3 separate regions of the Sus scrofa genome follow, and regions 1 and 3 are each linked to region 2. The links are chromatin contacts, called in public Hi-C and HiChIP or PLAC-seq maps. All regions are on one chromosome and are shown on one strand. The core of a region is the stretch at or near the end of the contact, and the rest is flanking DNA. Distances in the headings are between cores, read along the strand shown. Region 1 holds the start of EPS8L3 (epidermal growth factor receptor kinase substrate 8-like protein 3). Region 2 holds the start of AHCYL1 (adenosylhomocysteinase like 1). Region 3 has its middle 26 kb from the start of EPS8L3.

Region 1 (3,146 bases), core at 432-2,931, 180 kb after region 2:
TAAGGAGGATCCCCCGTCTCTAACAAGGAGAGGGACTAATAAGAACAAGACTGGAGGCAGGGAGGCTGGCGGCTACGGCGCTGTCACAGGTGGACAATTTGACGAAGGGCTGAGCTCAGGTCATAGCAGTGAGGTGGGAGGAAGACGGGTCTGTAGGAATTTGCTAAGGTGGGGGGCACGGTGTGGGGGGACTCACAGGATGGGTGATGGGCCAGGGATAGGGGCTGAGGGAAGACACGGATGGTACCCATGCCTGGCTTGGACGTTTGGCTGGTGCTGGTGTCTTTGCTGAGCTGGGAGGGCGGGAGGAGGGGCTAAGGGGTTTGGAGGGAGATGCTGAACTCAGCTGATTTCCAGTGTGTCTCCTAGGATGGAGCGTAGTGCCTGGCAGACAGGAAGCCCTCCGTATAGAGAATGAATGACTCTAACAATGAACGGACGAATGAATGAATGAAGTGCCTTGGGCTGCACAGGCTCATCATTCAAGGAGATGCCTCCTGAGTCCCTAATTCCTTCCCCTTCCACCTGTGTCCTGGCTCCGGGTGCCCCAGACAAAGAACTGCTTTGACACTTGAACTTTCTTTGTGCAGAAGCATCAGCCTTGGCCCCCCAATCCCTGGGGCCTGGCACCTCCAGCCTTCCCAATGCCCCTCTTCCCTGGAGTGGTTCCACAATGCCTCGTGCTGACGAAGCCCCAGGCCCAGCCCCACCCAAGCTGCAGAGGGCTCCTTCCACCGCTTCCTATCGGACCCTGCAGATGCAGGATGCGGACCCAGGGACAGGCTGGGGGAAGGACAGGGCCTGGCCTCAGCTGGGCAGGGACAACAGTCACAGCGGGGCACCCGGGCTGTCCTATCCTGAAAGAGGCTGAAGGACTGAGAGCCTGTGTTCCAGGGAGCAGAACAGCCAGGGAGGTCAGGAGGGCTGGTTCCAGGAGGCCACGGTGGGGGCTGGCCCCGCAGGCACCTGATCCCTGGGCTCCTAAAGCGGCTGCTCTGTGGACCCTCTCAGGTGAGGCAGGCCCCCGGCCAGGGTCCCACCCTGGACTCCAGTCCACCCAGGGCAGTGTGGGCTGGGATGGGGGTGGGGCAGGGGAGCCGGCTGAGGTCTCCTGGGATGGCACAGGAAGCTGAGGCTGACGGGCACAGGCTCTGTTCCCAGACCCCAGGACTCCCCTTCGCAGATCCTAACCCTCCCGGGGCCGGAGACCCACCACCCCTCGAACACAGGCACTTCCCTCCCTCCCTCCTGCTTTGCCCCCGTGGCTTCTGTTTATAACCTGCCTCCCTTGTGGGACTGTGAGCCCCCAGAGGGCAGGCAGCCTGGGTGCCGAGCTTTCAGATAACACGAAGTACGAGGCTTGGGACGGGGCGGGCCTCGCTTTCTCATCTCTGCTGAAGCCACCCAGGCTCAGCCAGAGGCCAGAGGGCATGGGGAAGGGTGGGGAGGGAAGGAAATGCCCTTGAGAGGAAGGGAAAGAATGGCGAGGGAGGGGGCTCCCTGCCGGGTCCGAGGGGACAGAAGAAAGGGTGGGATGAGGCGGGCTCTGCCAGGAAGAAATCTCAGCGCTGTGTGTCATGCCCACGGCAGTCCCAGCCCTCAGCGCCCGTCTCCTCCTATGAGATCCACCTGCTGCTCACAGGCACCACCTGGGCACACACGATCACACACTCACATGTGCCGCACGCACCGGCACACACGCCAGCCTTCGGTTGCCCCAGGCTGGGGTCCACCTGCAGCCGCCCCCCACCTGGGCCCTGACCGCAGAAGCTGGGCTTGGCCCAGCCCGGGTGCCCTCTTCTTTTGGTCTCCGCCCTCGTGCCTGATGCTGATCTGGGGTCTCAGAGGAGGTACCCAGGAGGCAGGGGGAAGCGGGGCCCTCACACTAATGCCAGAGGCAAGCAGAGGAAGAAGCTGGGAAGCAGGGGTCTCTGGTTAAGCCTGGAACACCCATCGGCACAGGCACTGCCACGGGCCCCAGGCTTTGGCGCTGGGCAGGTGGTGGCCTAGGAGGCCTCCCTTCCACCCTCCCCTCACCCCCCCGCCAGAGTCCAAAGAGCACAGGTGTGGCTTCCTCAGGGCCTCACCACCATAAGGCCTGCCTGCTCCATCAGGGCTCGCTGGATCACAGGACCTCTACCTGCGGCCACGCCACTAGCGGAGAAGCCACTGCCTTCCCATCCGGAGCCCCAGACCACCGGCTCAGACACCTGCTCCTTCAGGGGACCAGCCACCAGTCCCCACTGGAACCCAGGTAAGGGCCTGGCCCTCAGGAAGATCAGGGCCCAGCCGAGCCTTGGGGGATCCCAGGGCTTTGGAGGCAACTCAGTGGCTTCCCAGGCCAGGGTCTCCAGCCCATTCTCAGATGTAGCCAGAAGGAGGAAGCCCAAGACGGGCTTGGGGCTCAGCCTCGGGTGAGCCAGCCGGAGAGGAGGGCTCCAGAGTATCTCTGGGCTGCTTCTCTCAGGGTCTGTGATGCAGACATGAACTCTTTCCCTGCTCCAAGCTCCTAAATTTGGGGAAATCGGGCTGCTACAGCCCCCGTTCCCAGGGGCAAGGCAGACCAGAGTCAGCCCCCACTTCCCCCCCACCTCTCATCCCCCATCGCCCCTCTGCCACCTTGAGGGTCTCCCCATCCCCTGTCTCCTTGGCAGACTCTTGAGCGCAGATGTTTTCCTGGACTTGCCACAGAGACCCACAGGGACCATCCTGGAGTGGGTGTGTGGGGGGGGGCACTGGTGGGTAGGGAGAGGTGCCAACCTCAGCAGAGCACAGTTTCTCTGTCTTCTGGATCTAGAAGCAGGAAGTGCTGCAGCCTGAGAGGTGGAGCTGCGGGTGGTGGGGGCAGGCTTTGGGAACCCCGTACCCTTGGAGAGGACAGGGATCCTTCCAAACAACGGAAGCAGAAACCCGGCCGCCCCTCCACGGTCCCTGAATTGTTTACTAGCAACTCATTTCCCCAACACTGAGTCACCTTATCAGCTCCTCTGCTATTTTCATAGCAGTCCTCGTAATAGGGGTGTGGGCTGTTCTCTGACACTTTGCCCGGGATATTCCAAGGTTTCTGGACAACTCAGATGCACCACGCAGATGCCCAGACACTCACACCACCGACACCCTGGTCATGATGCACACACATCTCGTGG
Region 2 (3,291 bases), core at 343-2,842:
AAAAAAAATCATCTCTCCCACTTATGACAGCTTAACTCGTTCATCCTGAAGGACTGTAACTATTCCTGTGAACCCTGCTTTGTGCAGCTTATACAAACAGTGCTTCCCATCAGACACTGTAGGCAGAGATAGCCTTGAAACTCTGTCTTTATACAGGAGGGAAATGTCTATTCAGGTTTTTGCTGGTTTCAGAAAGGTCACCTCTCTGCAAAGGTTCTCTGGTCTAGGGTTAACTGCGTGCCAGGTATGCAGAAGGTCAAGGACTATTCGGCAGCAATGCTCAGAAAGTACTAGGGATCCTAATTCAGCCGCTCAGAGAGTTGGTTAGATTCAAACCTCCAAAGGTTGCCATTTAATCTTCCACGAAAAGAGAATGCGAAAGACGTCCTTAGAGCTCAACCCACAGCACAAGAGACTAAACTTGTTCTGCCTCCTAAGTGCAGTTAAGAATGAGCAATCGTTCCTTACCTCCCACCCCTCCAACCCACCCAGGCTCCTTTCTTTAGGGATGTCTCAGTGATCTATGGGCATGACTCTACGATCAACCTGTATCCATGACAGTGTCTATCACCAACCTCCAAATGTTAATTTCTTACATACGTCGAAGCAACTCGATGACCACAGAAGATGAAAATCAAAGTTTTCTTTTCAATTTCAATTTGCCCTCACAGTTTTCACCTGCATACAAGAGCTAGCTCCACGCATTTTTTCATCTTGCCTCCAAGATCACACGTAGTTGTTGGATAAACCGACCACAGCTCCCAAAGATGTGCCCAAAGAAACACTATCAGATTTACCCACTCACTTGACGGGAGATTTCCCGTACACTCTCATCCCCTGGGGCTGGTCACCGGGGTCAACTGAATTGGTTCACCCCCTCCCAGTCCCGTCTCCGAGGCCCTTCAGCCAAGAAAAGTCAGCCGCAAATTTAAGGCCCGGCCCTGCCGGGTTTCGAAAAGATCCCGAAGGATTAGGGCCGAGGGACAAAGGAAAGTGAGGTCAGGGGCGGCCTTTCCAGCTGGGGATAGGCCTGGGGCCGCTCACCCGCCACCCCTTACACGACCTCCGCCGTCCCGGGTCCCTCAAACCTCGCCCCTGAAGTCCCGAACTTGCTGGAGCCCGGACTCGGGGCTCGCTCGCGCCCCTTCCGCGAGGCCCCCGCCCGTACCCCCGCCGCCACCCAGAGCCCCCGCACCTTCTTGGGCGCCTTGGTGACGGTGGCCATGAAGGAGTACTTCTCGGCGTCCTCGATCTCCTTGGCCTGCTTCAGCTCCTCCCCGACACCGGGCAGCGGCATCGCGTCAGGCATCGACATCCCCCGGCCGGCCCGGCCCGCGGCTGCCCCACCACCCCCGCCTCTTTCCCTCACGGGCGCCCGCCCGCCCGCCCGCGCGGCGCCCTCGGACACGCGCTCGCCCACCCTCCCGCCGGGCCCCGCGCCGAGCTGCGGCCGGTGCCGAGGTGCTGGAGCCGGCGCCTCGTCGGCTCGGCGGTCCAAGGCAGCGGGACTGCTACGGCGGCCACAGGAGCGCCAGAATCAGCAACCCGGAGCTCCGACCAGCCCGCGCCGCCACCTCCGCCGCACGCAAATACGCACGCAAAGTAAGGGTAGAGGGCGGTGACGCCACGTCGGGTACTGGCAGCTCCAGGCGGGCGGGGGAGAGGCGTGGAGAAACGGCGCTCTGTCATGACGTCACCACTTTGGACTGGGCCGCCAGAAGCCAGCCCTTTCCTCCTAGCTCGCGGGTGATGAAGCTTCTGCGGGGAGCTGGACCCTTCGCGTCGCCAGGTGGCGCCATCCGCCCTGTGAGTGGCGCGTGGTTCCTGCAAGGATGCCGAGGAACAGGCGGCGGGGTGTGTGAGGCGGGGTCTTTGGAGGGCGCGGGATCCCAGGCAAGGCCTCAGAAGGGTGAGGGATGCTTGGGAGCAAGGACCAGAGCCTTGCAGTACACAGCCTAGAGCCAGTCCTAGGAAACTTCTGGGGCCCGAGCTGTAGCCCACTCACTCACTGCTCCCACCCAGGCCCTTTGAACCACAAGCCCCTTTTCAAGGGGCTGCTACTTTGAGACTTTAAGGGTGGCCAGAAGGGTCCCCAGAGCAGTGTGGTGTCTTCACCGCCCTTTGTGACCTCGCCTGCCCCGGTCTCTCCTGGGCCTTGCTTGTTTACAAGACCTTGTCGACTTAAAAAAAATGCTCAGCCTGAAAGTTGAGAGTTAAGTTTTATTTGGGGCAAAATTCAGACGTAAGCCCCGGGGACAGCATCTCAGGTAGCCCTGAGAAACCGCTCTAAGGAGGTGAGGGGGGAGCTAGGTGAGATATATAGGCGTTTTTGCTACAAAGAGCAGATTGCAGGAACAAAAGTAGTCTGGGCTCACTGAAATCATGCCCTTGATATGCACCTCAGCTTTAGGGGCCCAGTATCCTGAGTTTTCATAGCCCTTGGGGGCTCACCAGCTCACCCTTGGAGGTGACTACTAGAGGTGGCTGCATTCTTCACAGGTCACTGTGACATCTCTTCTTCTGTCCACTGAAGTACAGCCTGGTGGGGCGTGGGGTGGGTGGTATTTCAGAAGGGGAAAGGGAGAATAGCAGGATATATGCAATTAAGGTGAAGGGGGAGGTGCATACGGCCATGCACACACATTTACACAAGTTTCTTGCTGGCCTCTTGAAGGTCACTACTAGTCCCAAGGAGCAGACACCACCCTGAAGGATTTTAGAGTTTTTCCAGATACGAGGAGGTGCAAGAATTAGGCACATAAAATCTTCTCCTAAAAATAATGTATCTGAAGACCTGTTCTTCCAGTTTTCCCAGAGTGCCTCACTCCTGATCTCCACCCTGAGCTCCGCTCAGAGGGTGCTTCGGGTCAGCAGCTGTAATCCATGTAGAGGATGACGGCAAGCGCCAAACCTCAGTTCACTACCTTCATATGGCAGAGCTGATGGAATAGGGCTATGGGTCAGGGGCTGGAGAGCAGGAGAGGTGGGGGTGGGAAAGAGACATCATTGGCCACCCCCCTGCTTCTCCTCAGCCCCAAACATTACACTTCACCAGCTTCCAGTGCACCACCAGGGCATTCATGAACTATTCACATGCTTTTCCTGGGCTCAACTATGTGCCACCCCTGTGCTACGGCCCTGGACAGTACTGTTGTGTGTAATGCGTTTTATGTTTTGTAAGACTTAGTTCAGCTGGTGAGGCAATGTCAGCTGAGGTAGCTTGTCCTTTGACATTCAGATGACATTGGCTCAAACTCCCACGTCCTGTGGAAAGTCCAGTGCGCCCCCTTT
Region 3 (3,302 bases), core at 751-3,250, 150 kb after region 2:
CTCGGTGAGGCAGCCGCATTAATGCAAAGCAACTGTCATCTGCTAAGAAAGGAAATTGCTGCCGGCCTCTTCCCTGACCAGGGAGCTGGGCGGTGGGATGCCAGCCACACCCACCTCCTCCCCTCTGGACCCCCCCACTGGCCCCTCTGCTTGCTCCCCAGCGGCTCCCCTGCCTGCAGTGAGCTTCTGGTCTACCCTTTACCTCACCGGGCAGCTAATCAAGTTGTGTTCTTTCTCACTTTATAGGTGAGGGAGCCAAGGTCAGGGGGACGGAATGGGGTGTCAAAGTCACACACCTGGAGTTCCCATCGTGGCGCAGTGGTTAACGAATCCGACTAGGAACCATGAGGTTGAGGGTTCAATCCCTGCCCTTGCTCAGTGGGTTAAGGATCTGGCGTTGCCGTGAGCTGTGGTGTAGGTTGCAGACGTGGCTCGGATCCCACGTTGCTGTGGCTCTGGTGTAGGCTGGTGCAGCTCTGATTCGACCCCTAGCCTGGGGACCTCCATATGCCACAGGAGCGGCCCTAGAAAAGGCAAAAAGACAAAAAAAAAAAAAAAAAAGTCACGCAGCTAGTGTCATCCAGCCCCAAATTCCAGGGTCCTCCCCCCTTACCAGCCCCCAAGCAGCCTATGATGCTGGGCAGCCTGTGATGCTTTGCACAGGAAACCGCCCAGTGTTGCAACTGCTCCCAGAAAGGGGTCAGTGTTTCCATGGGCCAAGCCTGGTGACCCTCAGCCACCAGGTGACACTCAGGGCGGGAGGCCAGAACCCCAAACCCTCTGCCTTCCTCTTTCCCCGACAGGGCCAAAGAAGGGGTTTCACGAATCATTCAGATCCCAGAAGCTTATTCTGCTTCTCAGCAAGCGACCTCAGGAAGTTACTCGATCCTCTGCAAAACGGTTTCTTTTCTAAAATTAGAAGATTTGTACTGACCTAGTTCAGAGAGTATTTATGAGGAATGCATGAGAGTAAACAGGTAAAAATGGTTGGTGGGAAATGCTTGGTACCTGCTAACAGCAGCAGTGGCAGGAGCTGGGACACTATCATTTTCCCCATCACCATCTTCCCCTTCTGCTCAGGGCCTGGCATGCAAGCGGGCAGAGGTTGGTGCCAGTTGGAGGAACATTATAGTCCCCGGTAGTGACTGGCTTGTGTCATGAGGGCCTCTGGTGCCAAAGGAACTCATCTACTAAGGATTCTGTGGAAGAGCCTTAGTTTTCCAGAAGCTGGGCTCAGGGGATGGAAAAGCAGCTCTGTGGGTTTCCGAGCCTGTCTAAACACATGTGCTTCCAATTGGCGCTCCTGGCCTGGAACTCCCCAGTGCCAGGCCCAGGCCGGTGCCCCCCACCCTGAATCATGCTGGGCCCCTGCCCTGGGCCGGACCCGGGCCCCTCCGTGTTAGGTTGCTTTCTCCCCGCCGTTTCTCAGCCCCATCCCTCGGAGTGGGAAGAGCTGGCCAGGCCAGCCCCAGGCCCCCTCCCAAATCTGTCTGAAAGCCCCAGCCCAGAGAAGAGCATCTTAAGGAGGTCTGGGGGGTGGGGTGGGGTGGAGACGAAGGCCGAGGTGGAGGGGGCATGGATTCGCCAGCCCTGCCACTCGGCCCCTGCCCCCGACGCAGCGGCTCCAGTTATCCTGTGGGGTCAGGATGCCGTTTCTGCCGAGTCATCCTTTCCTGCCCAGAGGGATCCTGGCCCACAGCCACATTCCTAGTGGGGTCTGAGCACCACAAGGTACAGAAACTTCCTTTCTCACCAGACCCCCAGCTCTGCAGCCCTGTACACAGGCTGGTCTCTCAGCAGCCTCTGCTGGCAGCAAACACACTCTTCCAGGTCCGTGTGTGTGTGTGTGTGTGTGTCCCCCTGGATCTCTGGCCCACCCTGGACCCTGAGCTCCAGCAGCAAAGACCGTCCCACAGGGAGGGCAGCAGCTAGTGTGCCCGTGTCTGAGGGGAGGGAGGAGGCCAGAGGGCAAGTGAGGAACTATTAAAAATTCCTGCCACTGGGGGTCCAGCATCCCCACTGAGAAAGAGCCTACTGGCCCCAGAGAGGCCTGGGCAGGACCAGATCTCAAGCCAGAGGTGGCAAAAACATCTAGACTTTAGCCCAAGGGCCCTTGGCGCGCCCCCACCCAGCAAGTCCAGCACCCCGGATAGTGCAAAACATCAGTGTCCTTGGACAAGCAAGCCAGGTCACACCTCCTGCAGAGCCCTGATTTCAGGAACGTGTTGGAGTGCCTGCCGTGAGCCAGGCGCTGTACTAGCCCCCGGCCCCAACGCAGAGGACAAGGTAGATGTGGCCAAATCCCTGATGTCTCTCCCATCTTTTTCAGGCCCACCGCCCTTGCCTGCAGGCCCCTGTTCTCATCACGGCCCGCTTGGGTTACTCAGTTCCCCGCTTCCAGCTCTGCGATCTTGAGCAGGTTACTTCAACTCTCTGGGCCTCCATGGCCTCATCTGGAAAATGGAGCCCAGCTCATACCTACTGTAGGGATATTAAGAGAGGGACACGCGTTGAGGTATGTAAAATATTTAAGACCGTTCCTGGCATAAAGAGCTCAATGTGTGCGTGTGTGTTCCTGACTCCGAGCATGGGCTCAGGCTGTCCTCTACCCGGAATGTTGGTCCCCCTTTCTGCAGGGACCTGGAAATCCAGACTTGGCAGAGTTTCTACCAGAGGGGACCAAAGGGGGACCCAGCCTCAGCTCAGGCCACCAAAAGTACCGTGGAGTATTTTCCTGATTGACAAGGGTTTTCCACAGCCTGTGAGGCAGATGACGGAAGGGGCTCAGGGAGGTAAGACACCTGCCTGAGGTTGCAGCCTTAGTACTGGAGCTGAGTGTGGAGTCTGGATCTCCTTACTGCAGGTGGCATCGTCCCTGCCACAGCCCACAGAGCTGGTCCCCAGGGAACTGCAGACACCCTGAGGCTGTCCTCAGAATCTCAAAACTCCCCCAAGGCTCAGTGCCTGGAGGATGGGGCCTTCCTGGCCTCCAGAGACCCTGGGATCAGCAGGCTGGGTCTCCCAGAGCCAGACAGGGCCACAGGACAGGGGGCGCTGGGCTGGCAGAGCCCTGAAGAGGGCCCCGCAGGAAGAGCTCAGCCCAGGAAACTCTGAGCAATGCCGGCAGACCACAGGGCCCCAAGCTTCCTGCCCTCTCCACACAGGCTGCCCTGTCAACGTCAACAGGTTTGTGAAACCCTGCCGGGCGGGCAGTGGGAACTCAAGGGGCCCCAGGGTTCACTGACTGTGGTCACCCTGTTCTTTTGCAGCCCAGGAGAAGGTGGCTTTCTAAAGACAGCCAT

What was found. Hi-C and Micro-C count contacts between places; a contact is called where the count stands out from the background. HiChIP or PLAC-seq counts read pairs in DNA pulled down with a chosen protein or histone mark.
Region 1: an H3K27ac HiChIP or PLAC-seq map of alveolar macrophages shows a contact between it and region 2. The contact joins the promoter of EPS8L3 here to the promoter of AHCYL1 in region 2. A contact is called at or near these places in 3 of 5 promoter capture datasets (fetal liver, fetal skeletal muscle and liver), 17 of 47 Hi-C or Micro-C datasets (blood, fetal heart ventricle, fetal liver and 6 more) and 2 of 2 datasets of contacts at active chromatin or transcription factors (alveolar macrophages and skeletal muscle).
Region 3: a contact with region 2 is called in a Hi-C map of embryonic fibroblasts, with 4 times the contacts expected there. The contact joins the enhancer-like site here to the promoter of AHCYL1 in region 2. A contact is called at or near these places in 4 of 5 promoter capture datasets (fetal skeletal muscle, liver and skeletal muscle), 25 of 47 Hi-C or Micro-C datasets (adipocytes, adipose tissue, alveolar macrophages and 15 more) and 2 of 2 datasets of contacts at active chromatin or transcription factors (alveolar macrophages and skeletal muscle).

The regions. Positions count from the first base shown.
Region 1 is chr4:110,309,852-110,312,997 of Sscrofa11.1, forward strand. EPS8L3 (epidermal growth factor receptor kinase substrate 8-like protein 3) reads left to right here and starts at 1,682. Exons shown (of 19, transcript XM_021090056.1): 1 at 1,682-1,850; 2 at 2,115-2,254.
Region 2 is chr4:110,131,234-110,134,524 of Sscrofa11.1, forward strand. AHCYL1 (adenosylhomocysteinase like 1) reads right to left here and starts at 1,593. Exons shown (of 17, transcript NM_001201381.1): 1 at 1,196-1,593. The coding sequence starts at 1,315.
Region 3 is chr4:110,284,256-110,287,557 of Sscrofa11.1, forward strand. No RefSeq gene overlaps it. Among named protein-coding and RNA genes, the nearest start is that of EPS8L3, 26 kb to the right of the region's middle. Within about 2 kb of position 2,001, at least 21 of the 83 cell types and tissues checked have an H3K27ac peak or open chromatin away from gene starts, as enhancers often do. A contact at or near this core is called in adipose tissue, alveolar macrophages, embryonic fibroblasts and 2 more, where this site is marked.